Linked DNA regions of Rattus norvegicus: region 2 is linked to region 1. Evidence: chromatin contacts called from public Hi-C data. All regions are on one chromosome and are shown on one strand. Each heading gives the region's core, a stretch centred on a gene start, on an enhancer-like site or on the middle of the called end of the contact. The rest is flanking DNA. Distances are from core to core; before and after follow the strand shown. Region 1 holds the start of Gstm1 (glutathione S-transferase mu 1). Region 2 overlaps Ampd2 (adenosine monophosphate deaminase 2).

What was found. Hi-C and Micro-C count contacts between places; a contact is called where the count stands out from the background.
Region 2: a contact with region 1 is called in a Hi-C map of liver, with 2.4 times the contacts expected there. The contact joins the enhancer-like site here to the promoter of Gstm1 in region 1. A contact is called at or near these places in 6 of 12 Hi-C or Micro-C datasets (frontal cortex, hepatocytes, kidney and 2 more) and 1 of 1 datasets of contacts at active chromatin or transcription factors (oligodendrocytes).

The regions. Positions count from the first base shown.
Region 1 is chr2:198,340,293-198,346,912 of GRCr8, forward strand. It overlaps Gstm1 (glutathione S-transferase mu 1), which reads right to left and starts at 3,091. Exons shown (of 8, transcript NM_017014.2): 1 at 3,019-3,091; 2 at 2,649-2,724; 3 at 2,199-2,263; 4 at 1,871-1,952; 5 at 1,681-1,781; 6 at 417-512; 7 at 224-334. The coding sequence starts at 3,054.
Region 2 is chr2:198,388,902-198,395,971 of GRCr8, forward strand. It overlaps Ampd2 (adenosine monophosphate deaminase 2), which reads right to left. Exons shown (of 18, transcript NM_001101681.2): 18 at 6,866-7,070. Among named protein-coding and RNA genes, the nearest start is that of Ampd2, 15 kb to the right of the region's middle. Within about 2 kb of position 3,465, at least 4 of the 93 cell types and tissues checked have an H3K27ac peak or open chromatin away from gene starts, as enhancers often do. A contact at or near this core is called in liver, where this site is marked.

The sequences.
Region 1 (6,620 bases), core at 1,841-4,340:
AGACCTTGGACACATGAGTACCTTCCATAGTATCAGGCTTCTTATCTGTCCAATGGGACTCAGAATCACATCAATCTCCTGGAATTTTGAATAACTATTGTCTAATACAGTTCTTTACAGAAAGCTCAGAAAATCCTGGTTATTTTCCTAGTCTTGGGCCTAGAAAGCATCATGGATCTGAGGAAGAAGACAACCCAAGAGGAAGCAGGATCAAGGGCATCACCTCGAAGCGGGCCAGGAAGTCCTTCAGGTTTGGGAAGGCGTCCAGGCACTTGGGCTCAAAAATGTGGTACTGGTCAAGAATGTCATAAGCAAGGAAATCCACATAGGTGACCTGCAGGAAGCCAAGGGTGAGCGCTCTGGAATTTGACACCAGGGGAGAATGGCAGCTCCTCCTCCCCACCCTGTGCCTTTACCTTGTCCCCTGCAAACCATGGTCGCTTGCCCAGGAACTCAGAGTAGAGCTTCATCTTCTCAGGGATGGTCTTCAAGAACTCTGGCTTCTGCTTCTCCTAAGGCAGAGAACAGCTGTCACCTTTAGACTCAGGCTCCCCAGGACAGGGCTTTGCAATGGAATGGCCAGGCCTGTGTCCAGGATTCCATTTAACACATCACTATTTTACTGGTGACAGGATTCGTGTGAGAAGTGATGAAAGAAATTTTACGCTGTCCCTGAAATCTGTCACCACTGAAGTCCAAACCAGGCGCTGAGTCACACCCAGGACCTCCTGAGTATCTTGCATGCGTTGGCTTCAGAGATCCAATGGAAACACAGAAACAAAGGGCACAGAGACCCTGGGAGAAGACAGTTATACTGGATCCAGATTGGATCAGATATTTGCAATGAGAAGAGATCAGCTATTTGAGGGGTATGATCAGCTGTTTTAAGGGTGTGCATCAGTTGATTAATATTGAAAGGAAAAGGGGTTTTGATCAGTGATTGATTTGATCAGGGGTCAAAGTTCCTCTGGCTGACCCTGAGCTGCCTACCAGAAAGATGTCCTGGTTTTCTATTGATACCCAAGACAGACCTATGGGGAAAGAGCTGGATAGATGTGTAAGACCAGTGTGTAAACAGAACTTATTTTCATCATTTAGGGAATATACTAGTGCCTGTTGGTGCATGGGGGTCCAAGGTTGGTGCCAGATGTCTTTCTCAATCACTGCCCACCTTATTTTTGAGACAGGGCCTCTCACTAAATCTAGAGCTCAAAGACCAACTGGCCTCATTGGTCAGCAAAACCCAAGAAACCCTCCTGTTCCTCCCCCCGGAACACTATGTTTATAAGAGCAGGCTGCCACACCAGGGTGTTTTTATAGGGTGCTAAGGATTCATACTGAAGCCTTCATGCTATGTAGCAAGCACTTTAAACGATGAAACAATTCCATCCACATCCTCTCATTTCATTCTGGAGGCTTTTGGCATAAACAACACTTTGGAATAGGTAAAGGACGACTTAGCAGAGATTTACAACTGTACTGAATAACCTAAGACTAGTAGGGATGGTTTCACAGTGTTGATGTGATAGGTCGCCCGGGTGATGAGGATCGTTCTGCTAGAAGATTGGAAATCTCGGAGAATGAGTAACACAGCTCATTACTGAAGGAGGGTGCTACGATCTGAATGCAGACTTGAACTCCTGCTGCGAACCCTGCCTCCTCCACCCACTGGCCACTCACAAAGTCGGGGTTGTAACAAAGCATGATGAGCTGCATGCGGTTGTCCATGACCTGGTTCTCCACAATGTCTGCACGAATCCGCTCCTCCTCTGTCTCTCCACCTGTAGCACACGCAGCACCCTCAGATCCCAACCCAGCCAAGCCAAGGAGACTCTCCACCACTCCCCGCCCTGCAGCCAGCCCCACTCACACAGGTGGTGCTTGCGGGCAAGGTAGCGCATTATGGCATTGCTCTGGGTAATCTTGCGCGATCCATCAATTAAGTAGGGCAGCTGGATAGACAAGCAGGGATGGTCAGATGGGTTATGGGCTGCCCTTCCCTGGGTGAGGACAGACGTGGCCTTGACACTCAGTGTGCACTAAGTGGGAGAGCTAGGACACAGCCCATCACAGAAACACTGTGCAGCCAGCAGGGATGGAGCAGGAAAGCAGAAACACTGATGCCAACCCCTCAGCCAGGCCAGGAGATGAGGTGAGAGCACCAGGCCTTCCCCAAACCTCCCCTTCCCTGCACCTACATTGGGGAAGTCCAGGCCCAGTTTGAACTTCTCATTCAGCCACTGGCTTCTGTCATAGTCGGGAGCTGTGGTGGACAAGAGGATGTGAAAAGAAATCACCCCACTGTCCCATTCGACCAGTAGCAAGAACCTAAGTCAGGGGATCTGCAACCTATTACAGCGAGTCACTTTCCAAGGTGGGGAGGGGTCTGAATAACAACTGGTGATAAAGGGGGGTGGACCCAATAAGACCCCAATAACGAATTCCGTCTAATTATAAATACAAATGGACGAGGAATTCCCTTCTCAGTGTTCTATACAGAAAATTCAAACTGCACCCTCAAAGAAGTTTCTGGAAGCAGCAACCGCTAGCTTCAGCTAGAGGGAGACCAGCAGGGTTAAATAACAGGAAGTCTAGGCAGGTTGATAGGCAAGAGGGAAGCAGATGTCTGCCCAAGAAGGTATCATTACCGTCGCCCATGGCGTATCTCTTCTCCTCATAGCTTGAGTCTGTGTATTCCAGGAGCAGGCGGATCGGGTGTGTCAGCTGGGAGAGAGGACCAAGGACAGAGGTTAGAAATTGTGGAGACTTTATTGTGTGACTTCATCTTCACCCGTTGAGACCTTCCACACTCCACAAACGCAGCCACCCCGCACGTGCATGTGCATACCACACACATACGCACACACATAGTCATCCAGGGGTGTTCCTGAACGCTGAGAGCTACAGGCAGAAGATCTAGTAAGGCCCGAGGAGTGCCCGTTATTTGAAGGGCCCCTGTTGTTAAGAATTTTCTGCTTCACATCCCAGTCCCACACTCCAAGCGGACCCCTTTCTCACCCCGCGGACGTTCCAGTATCCCAGTATCATAGGCATGGTTCTGGCGCTGTGGTCTTCTCAATTTGGCTTCAGCAGAATTGACCTGTGTGTTGCGACTTTATACAGATTACCAGAGAAACGTGGGCCGGACAAAATAATGAGGTCCCTCCCAGCCCTGCACCAATCCCAATTAGTCATTCCCCTTCCGGGTCTGTAACCAGAGCTACAGACCCTAGAGCAGAAAGTAGAGGGCCACACCCTCTCCGGGAGAGGCGGGGTTAAGATCCTTAGCAGCCTCTGCCCCAGGATTCTGTTCTACACACCCTGAAAGCAGAATTTGCTCGCCTGCTCCCCAAAACACTCTTAGCGACCGCCGCCATCGCCGCCTGCTGGATGCTCCCGAGACTAGCTAGCACTTTCCCTGGAGACTGGCCAGACAGCGAAAGAACACGGGTGGGTGTTCTCCCGCCTTCCTTTCCTTTGCAGAGCTCAGTTTTCACATCCAGACTGTGGGAATCTGTCAGCGGGGGGTGGGGAGGCTCTCGACTCTCAGCTTAAAGACAAAAAGGCCAGCCCCCGATCTGAGAGTTCAATGTAGCACCTATCCTCAGAGAAAGGACTGTCCCAGTCTGACAGCTACAAGATTTTTGTGCACACAGCTTCAAGCTACAGGAACAGTTGGCGACATGGAAACAGCCTCGGGGCAGAGACAAACAAGTCTCCATATTTTCCTTGAGATTTGGGAACTCAGTCCTTCTGTTATCAGTTATTAAAACCTAATCAGTACTTTGGCCATGTTTATGAATCTAAACTCAAGAACCAACCAGAGAGGGACTGGCAGTCTGAGGGAAGCCACAGCTGCGGACAACAGTCAGCTGACAGAACCCAGTAGAGTGCAAGGGAGCCAAGAGGCTCGTTTTCAAAGGACAACAGGATGCTGTACACATGGGAGCCTGTAACACTCTGCACAGGACACAAGGAGCCCAAAGCTAGACCTGCAGCTGTCCACATCCCTAGATGCTGGACCTGGCCCAGGCTCCTGACATGTGTTTGTATATGACAGGGTGGCTCAAATTCAGGTTATCCTGGGATATATGTCCTGTGGTATAACCTTCACAAGGACAATCCCCTACCAAGAACACTGTCCTGCCTGCCTACTTTCTTCCTTGAAGGCAAGAGACTCTTCCATAACCAAGAAGCTTGTGGTTAATTGGCCTGAGGATGACATCACCTTGTTTACAGAAACTTATCAGATGAAAAACAAATGACTGACGAGGAGACTAAAAACAGTTTACAGGTCAAAGGGCAATGCTGCTGCTCTGCAGAGAGTACATTTTGGGATTAAGTCATCTTTTATTAAGACTATGGGGTATGAAGCCAGTGTGTCACCTCACACACAGAGGAGGTGTGCAGTGTGGGTGCAGGGACAAGCAGAGGCCATCTCATCCTAGGACATTAGAGAAGCCACACGCTCTGCAGGTCCCTGTGAGGATGCATGCAAACAGACCATGTCACTGGGGCTTTAGCAGCAGTTTTCTGGGAACTACAGGGAGATAATTTGCAAGTATGAATGAGGCGCATCAGCACATTTTCATGCACTATGGGAACTAGAGAAGGGGAGTGGAAGGAAAGACAAGGAATCCATACTCTCCAGAACAAAGGGCTCAGAGGGCCTGGAAGGGAGCCAGAGCCCTGGAACCCTTCAGAGGACAGAGTCGCTCTGCAGACAGGGATAAGGGCTAGGACAGCAAGTGCTCAACGCAGGGTCCCCAGACTCCAAGAGCATCACCCCTTTGAATGAGAGAGGTCTCTAAAAGGCAACAGGGAGCAGTGGGGATTGGGGACATGGAGAGACCTGAAGCTAGGAGTCACAGCCGGTGCTGTCCTGGAGAATTCAATCCCAGTGTTGATCACTGATCATCTGGATGTCTCTGTGCACTGTCACAAGTTCACAGTGCAGCCAGCCCCAGTGTCTTAAAGGGACACTGTGCAGGAATAATCTAAACGTATTGAAGGAAAATGTCACCTATAGGGTGACATCTGAGATGGATTCCATAATTCCTTCCAGGCTAATGGGTGACATTCAACATGGTCTATGCAAAAACACAGAGTTCTATAAATAATGGATTCGAAAATTTTAAAGCCCTATAAGAAAAGTAAGTGCTAACAAACAAAGCATTCTCTGCCCCATTGAGGCTCTCTGAAAGTTTCTCACATGCTGACTGTTGATCAGTGGTTTCCAACCTTCCTAATGCTGTGGCCCTCGTGTTGTGTTGTGCTGAACCCCCCCCCCACCATAAAATTATTTCATTGCTACTTCATAACTATAATTGAGCTACTGTTGTGAATGGTAATACAATTATCTGATATGCAGGATCTGTGCTATTTAACCCCAAAGGGGTCGCACCTCAAAGTTAAACCTAGGAAATAGGTAGAAGTGGTAATAGTAGAAGGTAGGTAATATTTTCTCATTTCTGTAAGAAATAATGAAATGGATATGACCATGTCCTAAGACGTGGCCAGCTCACAACTGAGACAAAGAAATAAGAAAGAAAGGGAGGGAGGAAATGGGATAAAGGGGAAGGAGAAGGAAGAAGAGGACAGATGGAGTTAAAAGAGAAAGAGACAAAACTCTAATTGTATTAAGGTTTCAACGTGGCAGTGAAGCAGCCAAGTTCATTGTAAAATAAAATCACAGAAAACAAAAAACTACACAAAGAAGAAAAATACTGAAAATGCGAGAACCCAGTAAGCGCATACCGTAAAAACACTAGCAGAATTGACAGAGCATGACTCCAACAATGACAAACCAGAAGGAAATCACAGGGGCCGGAGAAATGGCTGAGTGGTGAAGCCTGCCTCGCGTGCAGAAGCCTTGGAGTCAACCCCAAGAACTCCACAAACCAAACATGGTGGCGCTCACCCGCAAACTCAGCTCTCGGGAGGCTGGGGCTGGACAGAAGGAAGATCGAGGTCATCTTCAGCATCTACACAGTAACTTTGATGGAAGGGACGGAAAACCTTATCTCAACACGGGAAGATTCCAAGTTAGTGAATATCAGGAGGCAGAATAAAACTATTATAAATCTGAACAGACGATTTCAAAGTTGAGGATACATTTTTCCACAGATGCATATTAATGCTTTGTCGACTGCATCTAATAAATACCACAAAATATGGATAAAAATTAAGACATGAATGAGGTGAAAATGAGTACTAGTGACGTTTTTCCAGGCACTGGTTTCCAGAAACTGGCTGTATAAAATTACAAAACCTGCCTAAAACTTACATGTTGCACCAGTTGTCAGGATTACACATGGATCAGGCATGAATGGTCACCTGGGAGGCAGCACAGAGAGGACTGCTGTAACTTACTGTCTATTCTGAGCCTAAGTCCCCACCTATGCATAGCAGAGAAAGTATACTGTTACTTCGTAAGAAATCGTTCATCCAGAGCTGGATAGAGTCACCCGTGAGGAAGGTGGAGTCGGAAGGACGGAGAGGGTATCTAGACCCTCTACAGGGTGCTTTGAACACAGTAGATATCAGTGCAGACATGGACACCCACTCAAGAATCCTTCAAAATCTGTCCGACCATGCTCCTGGTCAGGAGGGAACCTGAG
Region 2 (7,070 bases), core at 2,215-4,714, 49 kb after region 1:
GATTGATGGTTTCTGGAAGTGGTGGGGTGGGGAAGAACTCAGTTTTCTTTAAGGGGATGGCTGCTGGGAGTGTGACTGTTGCTGCTGCTGCTACTCCTCCCCCTCTTCCTCCTCCTCCTCCTTCCTTCCCTCCCTTTCCACTTTCCTCTCCCCCTCCTTCTCCTTCTTCTTACTGGGAGGGATCACAAGTATTAGGGGGTGGGTCTGGGAGGACCAGGAAGTGAATGTGATCAGGGTACATGAAATAAAAAAGTATTATGTTGAAAAGAAAGCGTGCCCTTAGTGGAGGCCCAGATCCATCCTTATTCTACTCTCTACCCTCACCCTAAACCCCACTATTTCTGTTCCTCATTCAGGCCTTTATCTAGGGCCTGACCAAAACCTCCAGGGTGTCCCAAAGGATGTTCAAAGATTAAATACTGGGCCTCACTTCCTAGCCTGAGACAGGTGAGGTATATGGCTGGCCGCTCAGCTGTCTCTGCCATAGTCCCCTCTGAACAATGTTGACCCCACCTTGCTCTAAAAGGCCTTGAGGATGTGGGTAGGCATAGCCACATTCCTGTTTAACCCACGATATTCTTGTAAAACCTAAACCTGAAAAACTGGGTGTCATAAAACAGATTGAATAATTTTCTCCAAAAAGTAACTGACCTAAACTTCTCTAGATTCCCACAGTAGAATTTCTGATACAAGCCAGAAATTGTCCAAGTCCCCTGCTCAAACTCACCCCTAACTACACAGAATTTGATCTCCACAACAAACAGTAGAGCCTGTGCCCTGTTCGGATGTGGAAAGTCACCAGTCCATAGCGAAAGGAGCACGTGGCCTTGGATACAGATCTCTGAATGTGGACCAAATGATCTTCTGCTTTTAAGTTTTATCCTGGGTATTCTGCCCCGTGACAATGTACACACACAGCCTGATGCACTGTCACTTATTAACATAACACGAGCTCTTGGAAAAATTGTATGGACTCTGAGCTTTCGTTCTCTTGCCTATGAAAGGAAAGATGAGGACTTGTCATCATCTCTCAGGATGCAAACTCTCAATCTTTTGTCAGACTGTGCCAGCCAATCATGACACTGTGGCTACTTATGCCGCCCTGTTTTTTAAAACACACACACACACACACACATACACACACACACACACACACACACACACACACACACACACACACACACATTAAAGGCCAGTAGACAACCTCAGATATAATCCTCAGGAACACTGTCTACCTCGTTTGAGACAATTAGACTAAACTAGCTGCATGGTGAGCCCCAAGGAACCTCCTACCTGCACCTCCCCAGCACTGGGGTTCTGGGAACTGAACTTAGCTCTTTGTACTTGAAAGGCAAGGCTTTACCAATTGTTAACCTGCTAACCCCTAACCACTGATCTCTCTTTTTAATTGTACTCATTATTTTTTATTTTATGTGCATGGGTGTTCTGCACACACGGATGTCTGTTCACCATATTCTCACAGAGGTCAGAAGGCGGCAGATTGCCTACAACCAGAGTTGCAGACAATTGTGGGCTGTCATGTTGGTGTTGGAGAGTGTCTGGAAGAGCTGTTAACCACTTAGCCAGCCCTCCAGTCATTAACAACAGATTTTTGGTTGCTTGGTTGGTTTTTCAAGACAGAGTTTCTCTGTGTAGCCTTCGCTGTCCTGGAACCCGCTCTGTAGATCAGGCTGGCCTCAAATTCAGAGATCCAGCTACCCCTGCCCCTGCCCCTGCCCCTGCCCCTGCCCCTGCCCCTGCCCCTGCCCCTGCCCCTGCCCCTGCCCCTGCCCCTGCCCCTGCCCCTGCTCCTGCCCCTGCCCCTGCCCCTGCCCCTGCCCTTGTCTCCCAAGTGCTGAGACTAAAGGCGTGCACTGCCACCACCACACCGCTTAACTACAGATCTTAACTGCCTCTCTAAACACTCTTCTCCACTCCCAGCTACCAGCCTCATCCAGATCACTCATACCAGGATGAGGCAGGACATCGTCCCTTCTCAGAGACAACTTCTGCCCTCAAGCAGATACAGACCTTTAAGGCCATAGGAGGGTGGCTCTGCACGTCCCAGTGGAGCCAGCTCACCCCCAACCTCACTGACCCTGGCGTTTCTCTCTTGGGGGCAGGAGGAGAACGCCTGAAATCTCAGTTCTTAGGAGGCAGAATGACTGCTGCTAATTCAAAGCCAGACAGGAAAAACAAAACAAAAAAACAAAACAAACAGGGGTTGGGGATTTAGCTCAGTGGTAGAGCGCTTGCCTAGCAAGCACACGGCCCTGGGTTCGGTCCTCAGCTCCGGAAAAAACAAAAACAAAACAAAATCGAAGCCAGCCAGGGCTACATGGTGAGGTCAAGCCTGGGATAGAGAGAGTGGGGCTACGATGCTGCCTGACGTGCAAAGCAGCCCAAGCACATTACACACTCACACGGAAAGAACTTTGACAGGGTGCAGGGTGCTAGAAACAGCCTAGTCCCCTCGTTTCCTTTCATAGGGCCCCAGGCTGGGGTAGGCTGGGCTTTACTCTCCTACCTGAAGTTTCAGGGCTCACTCTGCCAGCTAACAGGCTCACAAGCAGGCCAGTTTTTCAGGAGCGAAGTGGAGACGGCCATCTATCTAACCACTCATGTGGCTGCTTTGCCGACAGGAGAGACAGCAGAGGCAGACAGGGAGAAGCACTGACCTGAAGGCCGGACCAATCTTCTCTGGAAGAAGGCGGGAGGCAGGGCTCTCCTGAGCCCTGTGCAGACCCTGCATCTGATTCTGAGGACCCTCCCCTCCAAGAGTAACCAACATTCAAATGCACCCATATCTTCATTTGACGTAACTTGTCTTTGGTTTAAACTAAAGGGGCCCCCTTCAACTCGCTTTTGAAGTTGCTTTTGAAGTTACCAGACTATGAGTAACTCATTTAGTTTAGAACTGGCTATGACTACAGTCATGCTGCGGATTCTGGAGTGTTTGCCAAATCCAGTTTACAAACTGTTTCCAAATATAATGACATTTGTAGGGATACTAAAATTAACAAATATTGAAGTTGACATGCTATTTTCTGAAGGCATTTCTTTAAACATTTGTTAGTTTCGATTTCTCTTCTTTTTCTTATTTTATAGCCTCCAAAGTTCTAGCTCCCCAGCCTTCCTTGAGCCTTTGAAAGTCCACTCTGCGGGGTTTACATCCAAAACCGGCGACCCTGGGTCACCCCCAACTCCAGATGCTCATGAGCCCCTGCAGCTTCTGTCTGGAGAGACCACCTACCCCAAGTCATCAACCAGGCAAGGTCAAGTTGAGCGACTTTGCTCCCATATGGAAGACAAAGTGAATTATTGAACATTAGACTAAACATGAGTTAATGTTTAAATGTTCTATTGGACTTTCCTTGAATAAATTCACCCAGGAGGCAATAGTGTGACAGCATTTGGATGAGCGCAAGAAACGTCCCCACCTGCACCTCTCCAGCTCCCCAGGAGGGGGCGCCCTCAGAGCAGCCCAGGTTGCTGTCTACTTGGCTACTTGCAGTGCCTAGGTGTGTAGACGTCACCCTGTGCCAGTCCAAGGGCCACAAGGGGTTAAAGTTCTTCTACTGTTTTCATGCCGGGGCATTTTAAAGCATTGGTTTTAAAAGTCCACCACCAATCTCAACCCAGCAAGTGAGAGGGAGGTTCCTGCCCCAGCCAGGACTACACAGTGAATTCAAGGTCAGCCTTTGGAGGGTGGTAAGGTGCTACCTTCCTCAGGAGGGGTCCACACTCAGCCCCCACACAGGTCACATGGAGGGGCTGGCAGGGAGCCTGTATTAGAGGTCCGACCAGGCAGAGGGCAAGCAAGCCAGGAAAGGGCTTTGCCTCATCCTATCAAGTGAAATAGACATCTCAAACTGGGCAATTAATTCTCTCTTATGGGCATGCAGGTTAGCATGAGACTCTCAAGCCTTGTGCAAACCAAAGCTAAAGCTTACTAGAATCTTACTTAATGCTTTAAATCCAGTTCAACACGAGGAAAGCATTATGGGTAAGGACCTGGAGGCACAAAGAAGGAAGCATCTTGCCTGAGGTCGCACAGATCAGGAGTAGAGCTGAGGCCAGGGGTCATGGCTCCACAGTGCGCAGCCAGTCACACTCCAGGCCTACTTACTACTCCTTCTACATCTTGAGCATGTGCGCATATGCACGTGCCACGGAGCATGTTCCTGGAGGGGTTTTCCAGAATCAACTTTCACTTTCCACGATGTAAAACCCAAGCACTGAGCCAGGGCGCTAGGCTTGGCATCAATGACCTCTACCAGCTACCATCGACCATCTACCTCTACCATCTCACAAGCCCAGGCCTGGTTATTCTCAACAGAGAAAAGCTACGGTGGTAAACCGTCATGGGGCAGGACACAGCAATAAAATTTACATCTATAGATGGCAGTAACAGAACGTGAAAGATGGGTTAATAATTTTAAAGGTAAATTTAACAAGAACATAGTCTCGATTCAAACTCCCTTGAACTTATCATGTGGCGGCATGATCTCCACACAGAGAAGGCTTTGTGGAAGACCAGCCTGAGCTGCACAGGAGGCCGGGTCTCAAAAACAAACAAAATGCTACTTGCAAACAAGAAGTGGGGATGGCAAGGTAACTCAGTAAGTGATGGGTGCCAAGCCTTCCCACCTGACCCTTCACCAGGACCCATGTGGTAGGAGGACCAAGTGACCTCCACATATGCTCCATGACGAGTTCATGCAGATGCACACATGTATGCACATGCGCGAGCACACAATATGTAATAAAAAGGCTTTTTGAAGAAAAAAAGAACTAGAAGGAAAATGTCAATATGTAAAATATATTCGTGCATACATATAGCTCAGGTATGTGGTCATACTTGGTACAACTGGTAGTGGGAATGGGCTTTTTGCTTCCTATTTTCCTATATCGTCAAAGAACCCCCTTTAAGAAATCTTTTCTACAGAAGCATTTTATTTATACGTGTGTCTTTGTTTTGTATTCCCAGAAAAAGATTCCCGGTATCTCCCTCCTGTGTTTTCATCTCAGTCCGTGCTGTCTTCTAAAGATGTCAGTACGATGGAGCCAAGCCAGCGGGCGGGAGTGGATCATTCTGCCTGTTTCTCTAGATCTCTGAGCTGCACATCAGTCAGATCTGGGGCTGACCATGCCATACCTGGTTAGCCTGGTGGTGACGTTCATTTCCAGCTGTTGTGGTCATCAGTGATGACCACCACGTCCATGTTTCCTACTGGCAGTTAGGAGCCAGGGATGTGTCTCTTCAGCCTTGTTTATACTGGAGAACGTCAGCCAGTAAGTTCATGTGACCCATTATCAAAGCAGAGTCCCTTATCGTTTAAAGGTTGCTGATTCCTAGGCTGTGTGTACCGCTCACTAACCTAGTGTATATAGTCCTGTGTTCAGTCCCTAGCACCACAAAATCAAGCTTTAAAAAGGATGTTTTTCAAAAGATCCACTCTTGATGAATGTTTAAGAGAAATGTCTGAAAAATGAAAAACCAAAGTCCAGGTCGTGTGAAACGAGAGGTTGCTAAGAAACCTTGTTAGTTAGCGAGCGACGCACTGAGGGCTGGGCCTCAGCACAAGCTAAGAAGAGTTGGACAGGAAAATGAAGGAAAGGATTTGACCTTTTGACAAACTCAGAGAAGAATATGGAGTCCTCAGTGCTGGTGTGGACAGGGAATGGTGGCCTTCAAGGAACAGTGTAGAAGGATCTCTTAATCCAGGTTGCTTGACTTCCAAAAGTCAGTGCCATCACCCTTGAAAAACTTTAATGTGGGGGCAGGGCAGAGAAGGCCCAGTGAGGCCTGGAGAACCTCAGACATGGCTGCTTGTCTCTATTCTGTTGCTGGCCATTTTGTCCCCTCAGCTCATTTCCCTAGGCAGAAATCAGTTTTGTTTGTACAGCCTTCTGCTCGTGCCCTAACTGCAGCTTCAGTTTAGATACATAAACAGAGAAAATGAATTGGCTAGGAGCCCGTGGGAGGCAGAGCTCTGCCTTGGGTCTCTGGGACACCTGCTACAGTCTGAGGCCTTCCTACCTGCTGCTCAGAGTCAGGGGGGCTGGGGGTGGGGCATGATGCTGACCTCCACGGGCTCCCAACCAGGTCCTCTTATCACACAGGCTTGCAATTCTGAGGCAAGCAGCCCCTAATCCCTCTCCACCCAGCAGCAGCTGTTGCAAGCATCTGTTGCCTATGTAGTAAGTACCCTGTGCTACCGAGTCCATTTTGCTCCCCTCCATTACACGGGCAGCAGGTTCTAGCCACCTTAACGGCAAAAAGGTGCTCTGCACATTGTATCACAGACTCGGTGGAGGTGCACTGTGAGCAATGGACTCCAGTACACGCAGCTCCAGACCCACGCACTACAACCTGACAGGTAGGTGTATCTGTCACCACACCCACTACCTGTGTCAGAACCCCTGAGGGAGGGACCTGGGAAGAGCATCTTAAACAGGCCCCCTAAATGCCTCAGCCAGCCATGTAGGGACTTATGTCCCCATCTACCTCGATGTCCTAAGAGGCTACACAGGAGGCACGAGGTGGGAAGGGTGTCATCCTTCCAGAATATACACTGTGGACCTGGAGCCTCAAGACCCCTTCAGAAGGGGCAAACTGGGTGAGGCTCAATGGGATCTCTTCTCCTATAGACACCTCAGTGTGTACACAATCCACTTCATCCATGCCACGCACCTCAGAATGTGCTGTACCTCACAGGCTGGCAGCATACATTGTAATCCGGGCGCTCAAAAGCGTCGGCAGGACTGACGGCCTGTTATACAGCGGCCCATGTGATACTCCACCAGAGTGTCTTACCACTCTGCCACCCTTCCTCTCCCTCCACCAACAGAGACCTTCACGTGCCGCATTAATTAAATAATCTTTTTATTTCTCATGCACTAGGAAAAATGGGTCATATGAAACACTGTTCTTCATAGCAAAGACCTTGTCTAGAACATAACACAGGAGGCGAGCTGGGAACTGGGTCTGGTCAAAGACCTGGAAACCCCAAAGAAGGTGCCATCTCCAGGGCTAGTGACAGTCCCAGCACCTTCCAACTCCAGCA